Regions from separate parts of the Arachis hypogaea genome. Here all the other regions are linked to region 1. A link is a contact called in public Hi-C data. All regions are on one chromosome and are shown on one strand. The core of a region is the stretch at or near the end of the contact, and the rest is flanking DNA. Distances in the headings are between cores, read along the strand shown. Region 1 holds the start of LOC112777525. Region 2 holds the start of LOC112775088 (granule-bound starch synthase 1, chloroplastic/amyloplastic). Region 3 holds the start of LOC112775824 (nuclear pore complex protein NUP98A).

Evidence for each region. Hi-C and Micro-C count contacts between places; a contact is called where the count stands out from the background.
Region 2: a contact with region 1 is called in a Hi-C map of leaf, with 5 times the contacts expected there. The contact joins the promoter of LOC112775088 here to the promoter of LOC112777525 in region 1. A contact is called at or near these places in 3 of 8 Hi-C or Micro-C datasets (leaf and an unstated tissue).
Region 3: a Hi-C map of leaf shows a contact between it and region 1, with 4 times the contacts expected there. The contact joins the promoter of LOC112775824 here to the promoter of LOC112777525 in region 1. A contact is called at or near these places in 3 of 8 Hi-C or Micro-C datasets (leaf and an unstated tissue).

What each region holds. Positions count from the first base shown.
Region 1 is chr19:98,020,945-98,025,094 of arahy.Tifrunner.gnm2.J5K5, reverse strand. It overlaps LOC112777525, which reads right to left and starts at 2,087. Exons shown (of 7, transcript XM_025821912.3): 1 at 1,518-2,087; 2 at 1,213-1,402; 3 at 840-1,016; 4 at 644-727; 5 at 19-100. The coding sequence starts at 1,780.
Region 2 is chr19:98,211,536-98,215,685 of arahy.Tifrunner.gnm2.J5K5, reverse strand. LOC112775088 (granule-bound starch synthase 1, chloroplastic/amyloplastic) reads right to left here and starts at 2,047. Exons shown (of 14, transcript XM_025818555.3): 1 at 1,681-2,047; 2 at 569-967; 3 at 102-182; 4 at 1. The coding sequence starts at 913.
Region 3 is chr19:97,855,828-97,859,977 of arahy.Tifrunner.gnm2.J5K5, reverse strand. It overlaps LOC112775824 (nuclear pore complex protein NUP98A), which reads left to right and starts at 2,029. Exons shown (of 13, transcript XM_025819708.3): 1 at 2,029-2,532.

The sequences.
Region 1 (4,150 bases), core at 838-3,337:
CTTTAAGCTTCCTCTTACCCGGACGAATGCACCAGCTTGAATAATAAAGATCAACTCGTTTAGGTTTGTTGTGCCTTGGCATAGACGGACAAGGGACACCCTAAACAAATTGATATAAGAGATTAGAAATATAATATAAATTCTCAATCCCAAAAGAATGAGAAATCATATCTAGCTAAGAATAAGATCATTATCATATTTAGCTACAAGCTATTCCATGTCAAGGGAAATGACTTATTGAATCCCAATAACTTCACTTTAATATTGCTACGAGGTTGAGTAAACAATAAGGCAGCACACTTCACAATACTAGTCACATGGATTTCAAGTCTCTCCGTACTGATGAAGCTATAAAAAACTAGTGTGTAAATATTTGCAGACAAGGGAAGAGAAAGGAAAAGGGTATGTTTTTTTGACACAAATTATGTTTCTAGAATGGATAATCAAGATGAATCAAGATGAATCAACATAAATTTTTTATGACAATAAGACAGTGATTCTTTTGAGCTGAAGTATCCTAGAAACTTGATAATAGTCAAATTTTCAACTAAAAAACTGAAAGCTAAATTGCAACATCACAAGTCTTCGTTACAAAGCCATCACCATTTCACACTATTAGACAGCAGAGAAAACATTTACAAACCTTTGTTACGCAGTAGTAAGCTTGTCCAGCATCCCAAATTCTTCTACCAATGATATATTCTCTATCACTGCAAAAGAAGGGGAACTGCAGCAAGCGAGAATTGCAATTCGCAACACATGAGAATATGCCAAAGGCAGTTGCAAGAAACATCTAAATCCAAAAGGAAGTTGAATTGACTCCGGTGTCCAGTACTTACCTTGCGAACCCAATGCACCATCATAGTCCCAGTAACAGGGCACTCTTGTAAGGTTGAAGCATGTATAAGCATGTCATCCCACTTCAACCGATACTCGTCATCCCAGAAGAAATCCCTCAACAGCTCAGGAGTTGCATCTTCATACACGGTTCTACTTCGGTACTGCGGCGGCCCAGTCTAACAAATGCAAACACATTCAAATTCATCCAAAACCAAGTCAGCACCCAGAATGTATCATGCAATGCAATTGGTCTCAAAATTCGGTCACCGTTACTATAGCATTTGTGGTTTAGATTGTGGTTGTGACTTCAGATGCAGCCACAGTTCTTGCATTTACAAGAATAACGAATTTTGAAAGGTGTGTAATGAGTACCTCAGGGTCCCTACGCCAAGCTTGGTAGCTCATAGTAGGGGTAGAACGGTCCATCATCTGAATCCACGCGGGTCCACCATCTTTTTCTTCAACTAACATACTCAAGTGCTTCAAGTCCTGTTCCGTCACCAAAGCACTAACCTCGTTCTCCCCATCATTCCGTTGCAACGAACTCGACCCCGCACCCGAACTGTGTGTGCCACGTGGCAAGTAGCAAGAAACCGAAAAACGGTTATACAAATCAGCAACGAAACCGGAAAAAAAAACAGAAACATAACTGAATTCAACTGAATTTCAAAGCGCACCTGGTGGAAACGGAGAAGGAAGAAAGGTCGGTGTGGGGACCAGAGGTGGAACCCAAAGCAGCCCAAGAAGGGAGGCGAAGCTTGGGGAGGTAGTTGTTGGAGGTGGGCTCGATGGAAGCCAAGTTGTCGGCCCACTTGGGCTTCCAGGCCCAACCGAGGACAACGCCGACTATAACGGCAATCCAAAGCGGAGCGATGAACACAACAAGGTCGGACAGTATGTCGACAGCTGTTGCCATCTCCATAACCCCAAACAACGCCATACAGGTGAATTGACAAGAATACCCTCGCTCTTCTTAATCGGATAAAAAAGGTGTGTGCGTGAAAGCGCAGCGATTAATTGGAGTTGGAGGGGGTTGCTGAGAACGAGAAAGAGGGAGGGTTTTGGTTTGAGTGGGAAAGAAGATAAATAAAGCGAAAGGGATGAGAATGAGGGAAAAAGATATGTGATTGTGTCGAGAGATTGAAGAGGAGAGACTAGAGAGAGGGCAGAAAAAAAGACGAGATGGTGGACCAATGCGGATAAGGATTGTGCGATAAGTGGTGGGTAGAAGTGATATTTGGATTGTCGTAGGGCCACACCTACTTGTACACTGTATATACACTTGTACATCAGTATATGTGTGTATAGTTCTTTTTTTAATTAAAAAATGTTGTAAGAATTATTCGAGTAGCGTTTATATTCCATTCGGATCTTCTAAAGTTTGAATTTCACTTTAAAGAGTAAAGTGTGATCTTCTACTTTTGAATAGTTTCTTTTTTATATTTATTCTTGGTCTCACCTATAAAATCAATAGTGAGAGATCACACTTTTTTCTTTAAAGTGAAATCCAAACTTTAGAAAATTCAAATCCATTTATATTAGGACCCAATTCCTCTAAAATTGTATTGTAGAAAAAAGTATACTATTAATCACCATTAAATTAAGACAATGTATTCATAGATAATAAATATTATAAATTCAAAAGTGATTAAAATATCACTTTATCACTTTACTAACATTGTCATTTTAGAAATCTTTTTCCTTTGTATTGAGTATTGAGATTTAATATTGTATTTAATATTAAAAGAATTGAGTATTGAGATTTAGTATTATATTTAGTAATTAGTAAAATTAAAATTAAAATTTTAGAATACAATTTTAGTCTTTTTAATATCTCAAAAAAATAAAAACATAAGAGAAATAAAAATTAAAACCTTAATAATATTTTTTTAATAACTAAAAATATTTTAATAAATATGTATATCAATTATTCTCCACATACAAGCTATTTTACTATACAAGTTCATATAAGTCATTTTTCCCTAAATTATTCTCACATGCACGTCTTACGCACGCATATTTCACGCGCTTCTTAATTTAACAAATTTCAATCAATGCGTGCATGTTCTTCTTCGTGCCATTACTGCACGTTCTTCTTCTTCTCTTTCGTTATCGTCGTCACCAACACCATCACCTCCTCCTCCTCCTCCTCTTCCTCCTTCTTTTTCATTGAAATTTCTTCTCCTCTTTCCTTTTCCTCCTTCTCCTCCTTATCTCGTTGTTGAAGATAATGAATAACTCAACTTCAGATTATTAATTGAACCAAAACGAAATTGATTATTGTTTTGAATCCAATCAAGTAGCTGAGATGTGGTTCGATTCTAGTTAATTTTTTCGTTAGTAGTTTATGATTCTGTAGGTGAATACTGTTTCATCGTTGATTATTTGAATTGAATGTAATGTAAAAGTTCGCTATTAAAGAAAATATTTTTCTGTATTTGCAGTAAATTTGGGTGTAACACGAAGATATTTGGGTGTATTCTTTAAGAATTTTTTGTGTATGTGTGCTGATAAATTTTGCATAATTCAAAACTCTTCTTCTCCCTCCTCTTCATCTTCTGCTGCTTCTTCTTCTTCTTTTTTATTATCATCATTATCATCATCTTTTTTTTTTATTCATCTCAAATTTTTTCTTATTTTACTCTTTTAACAAGAATAAAAACAAAAAAAATCAAACAAAGAAGAAGAAGAAACACATAATGGTACAAAATTACTTGGAAGATGATGAATTTACATTCATTCAACTAAAAGAAATAAATAAATAAGGAAAAAAAGAAGAAGAAAAAATGCAGCATTTGAAGAAACACTTTTTTTTATTTATAGCAAATTTGGGTGTAACACGAAAATATTTAGGTGTAACACGAAGATATTTGGGTGTTTTCTTTAAGAATTTTTGGTGTATGTGTACTGATAAGTTTTGCATAATTCAAAATTCTTCTTTTCCCTTCTTCTCATCTTCTGCTACTGCTTCTTCTTTTTTTCATCATCATCATCATTTTCTTCTTCTTTTTTTCTTATTCATCTTTTCCTTTTTGTTTTACCTTCTCAAGTTTCTTCTTGTTTTACTCTTTCACCAACACCACCTCCTCCTCTTCTTCCTCCTTCTTTTTTCGTTGAAATTTCTTCTCTTCCTTCCTTTTCCTCATTCTCCTCTATCATCAGTTATCTTGTTGTTGAAGATAATGAATAATTCAAGTTCAGATTGACAATTGAACCAAAATGAAATTGATTATTTTGAATCCAATCAAGTGGCCGAGATATGGTTCGATTCTAGTTAATATTTTCGTTTGTAGTTTATTATTCTGTAGGT
Region 2 (4,150 bases), core at 798-3,297, 190 kb before region 1:
TCTTTCGTCACAAAATAGGAAAACAAGAACATTATTAGTTACAAGGGATAATCTCCTAGATCCTTAACTTGTAGATACATACCAAGAACAAGTAAGTTTACCTCCACCAGAACACTAGTGTCCCATGCATCCTTGTATTGGTCATAACGGGGAGACACTGTCATAACACGGTGCCCATTTGCCTGAATCAATTTGAACAAAGCTAATCAGATATCATATATAATAATTAAAGTGAAGAAAGCTTCTCATAGCACTCTTAGATCATCTTTCATATATATATATATTTTTTTATTTCTCTAGACTTTTACAAATATTCTCCATTAAAGCCAAGATTGTTCAAGGTTACAGCCAAATATTATGCCGTATAAACAATAGTTAAAATTTATGTCCATGTGAATACACGGAGAATAGTTGATGCCTCCATCCTCTTTATAATCTGTCATTATTAAAATCTTTAGTATCCAAATATATTGATAAAAGGATGTTACAAAACGTGACATTGACAAAAGAAAAATGGAAATTGATGGACTAAAAAGTAAAAACAGAAGAAACCAATCAATTCACTTACAGCCAATCTTGGGGGAAGCGCACCAAGAACATCACCAAGTCCTCCAGTTTTGCTCCAAGGTCCAACCTCAGCACTCACAAAGAGAAAGGTCATCCCAGTTTCACACACAATCTTCCCCACACTCCTGTCACTGCCACTCTTCTTGCTCCTCACGGAGACAGAGATATTTGTTGCATGTGTGGTCTTCATGTTGAGCTTGTTCATGGATTTCAACCCATCATAGGTCATTCCCTGGCTGTTCAGGCTCACCAGTGGTGATCCCGCCTTCGCCTCGGTTCTAGCGCTTCCATGGTGGTTGAGGCACCCGGTTCTTGACACCACATAAGGGGCTGTCACAGTTGCCATAGCTTATTTATCTTTGTCCCTCAAAATATAAAAGCAGCTCAATAGCCCCTTCTTCTGCATGTCACACGCCAAAACCATTTCTAATCAACAAAGATTTGAAAGATACAATTTAACCATAAAAATGTAAACTAACTTGATTACATCAAATATTGGATTAGTTCCACAAAACTACCCAACGAAACTTCTCATGCATTATCAAGGATCTACTTAGAAATCACAGGTTAATGATTTTCTATTCAAGCATTTGATGGCAAAATTTGCCTAGTTTCAAGGATATGAATGAAAATTTCAGATAACTTATTAATACTCCCTCTGTTCCATAATAATCACTTTGAAAATTCGATACATTAAAAAAAAGTGTCATAAAAGTTGTAAATTTCCGAATAACAGATATTGCAGAACAGAGGGAAGAGTAGTAAAGCCCAGAAATCAAACTAAATCATGGCCTTACATGAGCAGAGCATCAATAAAGTGAAGCCAGCTCTATAACAGTGATTATAAGTACCGTGAGTTCTATAGCGTATGTAAGACTATACACTAAAGAATACACAAATTAGAGAAAAGCTTGGCATGAATCAAGTTATGCAAGTTGCTGAATTAAACAATTAGATTTGAGTCTTATAATAAGCTAAAATGCAAGAACCCTAAAAAGTAGGCGACAGTGAGGCGAAAAATCTGGATCCAGTGATGATGTGTACTTTGAATCATTCGAACAAATTTTTAAAGGGAAAAAAAAATAAAAAGAAAAAACGGTTAGTGTTATTTACCGGTAAGGGAAGAGTGATGACTATTGAGTGTGTGTGTAAGTGTGTTGGTGGCTGCCATTAACAAAGACCTCTGGTGTTGCATTTGTAGCTGAAGGGTGCCTAGTGCCTACTATCTCTGCCTACGATATGGTGACACGTGGCAGAGACTGACAGATTTCATCATACGAGCCTCAAGATGATAGTTTTGTGGGGCCATGGACGTCATGGGATTCTTATGAATATGCTGAATATGCGAAGGAAATTTTTGCACTTTGAGGACAGTAATGAATCATCACTTACTATTCGTGTTAGCACAAATTATATAAGAAAATATTTTGTTGATTGTGGTGTGGGCTTAATTATGTGGCTCTTGAATTTTATTAAATTGAGGGAACCAACGGCCCAAATATTATTCTATTTATGTGATTATTCATTCCATTGAATAGTACTAACCACTAAAGAGAATTTTATTAAATACTATTAAATAATAATATTCATTTCTATTAACACATATTTAAAATTTCATGAGATATACATCCGTTCCATCTAATACTTAAATAAATTGTCTGAAGAATAGTGATTTAAAAATAAAAGAAATTTAATTATTTTAACACATTTAATACATAAAAATTTATAAATTTATAATTAATTTATATTTTCTACTCAAACATGCTACTTATAATAGTTTTAAATTGTATTTTTGGAACACGTTTTCCAATATATACAAGTAGCTTTCTGTGTTAAATATTAGAGTAACTGTTAAGAATCAAGTGGGGGAGAAAGGGGACAAACGACCCAGCAATCCATACAGTCATGCAGATCCATCATCAACTATCAGACAACTGAGTAGGCCCACCTTCTAGTCTAGTCTACGAAATTGTAAGTAACTTGGCACCATTGAAGTAAAAACTCAAACGTTGTGAATTATTAGGGTAAAATATATGCATAAACCAAACACATATTAATATTATACAAAAATTTTAAAATAAATAATGTTATATGTATATTTTTATTTATATATAAATCGAATTCATTGAATTTAAATTTGTCTTTTTAGTACTAAATCAAATTAAACAGATTTAAATTGGTAGTATTTCATATATCAACATAAATCAAATTCATTAAATTTAAATTATTCATTATAATACTTTGATTCGATTTATTACTAATACGCTATATATATATATAAATCGAATTTATTTGATTTGATTTACTACCTGTACAGATTATTGATATTTATTACTGTAAAATTAATTGTTTATTTATCATAAATGTCAATAAGAAAATACTACCATTTGAATTTAAATAAAATATCAAAAAAATCAAAACGAATAAGAATAGAAATTCAACTTTTGTGTTTTAGTTTGAACTCTAAAAAAATCTACATTTTTATAAATTTGTTAATTTAAAACGGAACAATAAATAATTTTTAAAAATTTATTAAAAATCATCCTTTGACTCATTAGCATCCAAAGAATTATTACCAAGACATTTGAATAAGAGTTAAAACTTGAATTTTTTCACAATCAAAAGTGACAGATAGTTATACATTATAAAATGACTAACTATATTTATATAATATGTAATTTGAGAAATAATTAAAATACTATATTAATTAAATTATCATTTAATTTGGAAAATGATAATTAAATGCACCAAAACAATACATTCTATACTTAATTTCATTTGAAATGATAATTTAATTAATATAGTATTTTAATTATTTCTCAAATTACATATTGTATAAATATAGTTGGTCATTTTATAATGTATAACTATTTATTACTTCTGACTCTGACAAAAAGTTCAAATTTTAACTCCTATAGTACTTCAGAAGGCTATATTTTATATTAACTTTTTCATCATCAAAAGTCTCGATAATGATTCTTTAGATGCTAATGAGTCAAAAGATGATTTTTAGCAAAATTTTTAAAAATTATTTATTGTTTCGTTTTAAATTCATAAGTTTATAAAAATATAGATCTTTTGGAATTTGAATTAAAACAAAAAAGTTAAATTTCTATTCTTATTCGTTTTGATTTTTTTTTTTTTTTATTTGAATTCAAATGGGTGTATTTTCTTATTGACATTTATGTTTTCCTTATTGAAATTTATATTTTAAAGTTAATAACAATTAACTTAAAAGTAGTAAATGTCAATAATCTATACAGGTAGTAAATCGAATCAAGCAGATTCGATTTACTATATATGTGCTATGCAGTAGTAAATCGAATAAACTAGATTCGATTTATATATATTTAATGTACTAATAAATCGAATCAACTAGATTCAATTTAGCACTATAATGGATAAATCGAATTCAATGAATTCGATTTATGTGGATATATAAAATACTATTAATTCGAATATGTTTAATTCGATTTAGTTTTAGAAGATCTAATTCGAATTCAATAAATTCGATTTACATAGATATATGAATGAAAATATACATATAACATTATTTGTTTTAGAATTTTTGTGTAATATTACT
Region 3 (4,150 bases), core at 780-3,279, 170 kb after region 1:
AAGTTATGGCCACCAGGCTATCACAATTCCAATTAATATGTTTACAAATTATTATATATATAGATATAGATATCTTTAATTAAATATATTTACTTCTATTTAATTTATTTTAATTTTAGTTATAAACTCATTTATTTTTAAATTAATTATATTTTTATTTAACAATAATTATAAATTCACTTATTTTTTTCTTTTCATAATTATATAATATCTATTAATATTATTTTTTAATAAATACTTGTAGCATATAATAGTATAATAGATATAAATTTATTAGTAAATTATTAAAATTTGAAAATAATTATTATTTTAATATAAAAATAAAATAAAATATTTATGATAGAGTAAAATTAACAAAATACTTATTATTTTTGTTTCATATTATTTTAGAATAGCTGAATATTCTTAAAATATTAGTAAAAATATGTATTTTAAATTTTAACTTTAAATTTTTTACTATTTTTTATTTTTTATTTACATAGGACTGGGTTAACCGGTTCAACCAGTGATCCACCGGTTGAACCAATGACCCAGTAATCCAGTAGCTTGACCGGTTCGGTTCTGACAACTATGCCATTCTCACCCAAATCCTTCTTTACCGCCACTCTCATCCCCAACAACCACCACCACTAACGTCATCACCATCAAAACCATCCCTTTCTCCTTTTATACTGCCCTATACACACTAGGGAACTCAATGACATTTCTCGCCGTTCATCTTCACACCACAACGGTGTCATTTGCTGCTTCGAATTCGAAGAAGATGATTATGTTCAAACCTTGCCTCTTTGCTCACAAACCTTCCATGTTGATTGCATCGATACTTGGCTTCGTTTCCACACAAGCTGCCCTCTCTACCGCGCTGGGGTTCTCTCTGCCGCTTTGCTGTTTGCTCTCATGTTCGCTGCCAGGATCTGACCAAGCCTTGACGCCGACGAATATGGCTCGAAATCAGCAGGGGAAGTAAGGGATTGGACTCCAGTTGCAAGGAGAAGAATTCAATTCGGCCGAAGGGGAGTGGAGCGCGGTAGATTTCGATGGATTTTCATAGGAACAGGAAAACCTAGAATAAATGAAAAGAGAACTGTGAGGTTGAGGATGAGGCACTTGAAGTCGGGTTTAATTGTTCGTACGTTTTTAGGGTTGGGTATAGATTTCTGCATCTGAGATTGCAGAGTTTCTTCTTTTGCGGGCTTTGGGTTTAATGGAAAATTGGATATCTCCACCATTGTTACACCAATTGAGGCTGTGAATTCTAACTCTAGTCTCTAGATTTTGTGTATTCAAACTCTGGCATGTGCTTAAGTTGGCTGAATTGGGTGTTTTATGATGGGGTGAAGTTTTGAACTTTTAGATGAAGGTTGAGAACCGGTCCAAGAGTAGTAGAGGTGGTGATGGCGGTGGTGGTGACGGTGATGGTGTTAATGGTGGTGAAGAAGTGTTTGGGTAGTAGTGAGATTTGAGATTAGAAAAATGGTGGTGAAGATAAGGGTAATTTAGAGATTTTAGGTGATTTGTTAGTGTTTGAATAATTTTGTTGTGCAAAATCCATATTTCATGGGTACAAATAGTAATTTCTTTTTTTTTATGGGTAGATATGTCAGCGTTTTTAACTTTTCTGGATACAAATAGTAATTTACTCTAAATTTTTCGTATACTATATACCAATAGAATAAAATTGAAACATTTTGAAAATATTAAATATTTAAAATTAACATTGCGTTTTTTTTCCCCAAAAAAGGCAATTGGTGTTCAGGGAAATGCTAATGCTACTAAAATATAAAAATAATAGATAAAATAATAAATCATTGGTTTTAACTTTTTTATTTTTCTTTTTGTAAAAATGTATGTAGCTCAGTTTTTAATTTTTAAAAATAATATTGTAGCCTAATTAACAGGTTATCTTTTTTTCAATTTTAATTATCCATATAAAAAATAACAAAATGAAAAGATAATATTAGAGAAAAATAAATAAAACATAAAAATTTCAAGCTAAATAAAATAAATAAATGATTTCCTGCCATACTCGTAGAAGATGGTTTACCTTCGTGATTTTAACGCTATATTTCCAATTTTTTTTTTCTGTTTAGGACGGAATTTTAACGCTATGATGCAGCACTTATTACTATTAGTCATACAATCCCCATTCTCTCTGTCACTGTGACCCAAACCCCCATTTCTCTCTCTCTCTCTCCTCCTCTCTCTCTCCCCTAATCCACCACCGTTCCCACTCTTCGGAACCAAGATCCATTTCCCAACAATATCACTGTAAGTTTTTCTCTCTTTCGTTGCGCCATCTTTTTTTTTTTTTTTGTTTAAGAACGCCTCCGTTTTTTTTTAAAGTTTCCGTCGTTTTGTCACGTCGTTTCCGTCTGCTCGAGCTGTGCTTCCTGCTCGTGTTGTCGCCGCGCCTCCCTCGCCTCTCTCTCTCTCTCTCTCTCTCCTCACGTCTCAGCAATAACCCCAGAGAGAGTTTAATTTGTATTCTGCAACCTTGTTCATCTTTTTCAAGCACAAGATCTTCTTCTTCAGGTAAGGATTTGGGTTAAGGATACCTCAGTATTTTAATGTATTTATGTATCTATAATTGCTTGACATCTTAGAAATCTAGGTATTCATCTATGTTTCTCTTTGATAATTTTTTTTTTTCCTTTTAAACTGTTAGTGCTTCTGCTAGAACATGTGGTTTGACATTGTTTTATGTTTAGATTTTTATGTTTTATTTTTATGTATTTATTTTTTTGATGAACTCTGTTTGTGCTGTGAGTTATTGGCATGAGGGTTTGTGTTAGGTTTGAAAAATTTTGTCAAATAGGTATGTCATATTTGGTAATATATATGTTGATGATTTTTATCGAAAGCAATGAAATATATGACATATGATGTAGTTTATGGTAGTATTTGATTTGTTTATTACTATGTTAGTGAAATTTGATTTGTGAAGGTAGATGTAATAATTCCTTTATCAGTCAGAAAAGCACAATTTTGGAGAGTGTTGGTGTTAATTTGATGATTCTAGATTAGTAAATCCTTTTCATGTTTTCAAGTTTTACATGTTTAGTGGGCAGTAAAACTCAAAGGTGTTTGTTTTGTCCTGTATTCCTCAGTTTTTGATACGGGTGAAAAGCTTTTTGAGCCAATTGACAATGGGGTTTATTAACGAGTATTAATTTATCACTACAAGGAAAATGCTGTTCGTTTCCTCACTTTTCAGGAGTTGAAACAAAATAAAATGGAAGAAACTGCTTTCCTCTCTGTAGATTTTGGCAGAGAAAGATAATATATAATTCTTTTAATACTTTTTTTCTTTATTTATTTATTAAAAGTATTGTAATCTATAATGCCAGTTCCACTTGCTCCTTATCCAACACCATCGGCTCCATATACTCCTTCTCTATCTGCAAATGGTATCTTAATTTTTCTTGATGTGTGCCTCCTTGGATTTTTTTTTTCTACTGTCTAATTTTCTATCATTACTCTTATATAATGTTGTGGATCATGCTTGTATAACCCATGCTTGTATAACTATGCAAAAATGGACAGTGATGATTATTGTTGCAATTTCTTCTATTACTAGTCTTTTTTACTTGCTATAATATTTTTTTTTATTATTATGTAATCAGAAAATTGTTATATTACTACTTCAGATGAGAATTATATATAGTAGTGGTTGTTCAAATTTCTAATAGTATATAATTTATGATTATCATGACTGGAGTTTTGGTTGTGTATGATGATGAGGAGAATCTTCTGTAGTGTATGTTGTGTTAGTGATTTTTGTTGTTATTAATCAGGGGAAGGACAAAAGCAGAGGAAAATTAAAGAAGAAAACAGAGAAATTTTGATAACATTTTTACAAGAGTTGTGCATGTATGCTTTAGGGCCTGTTTGGATAGGGTCATAAGTAACTTTTTTTTAACTTTTAACTTATAAAAATGTATAATATTAATGTCTGATGCAATTTTTAAAACCAAATTATAGCTTTTTAAGAAGCTATTTAAGTACTTATGGAGAAGTTGAACAAATGACTTCTCTCATAATAAAAAGCTTTTTATCACATTTCTTTTAAAATAAGCACTTTTAGAACTAAAAGACCAAACACAAAATAACTTATTTATAAGCTATTTTTAATATAAGCATTTATTATTTA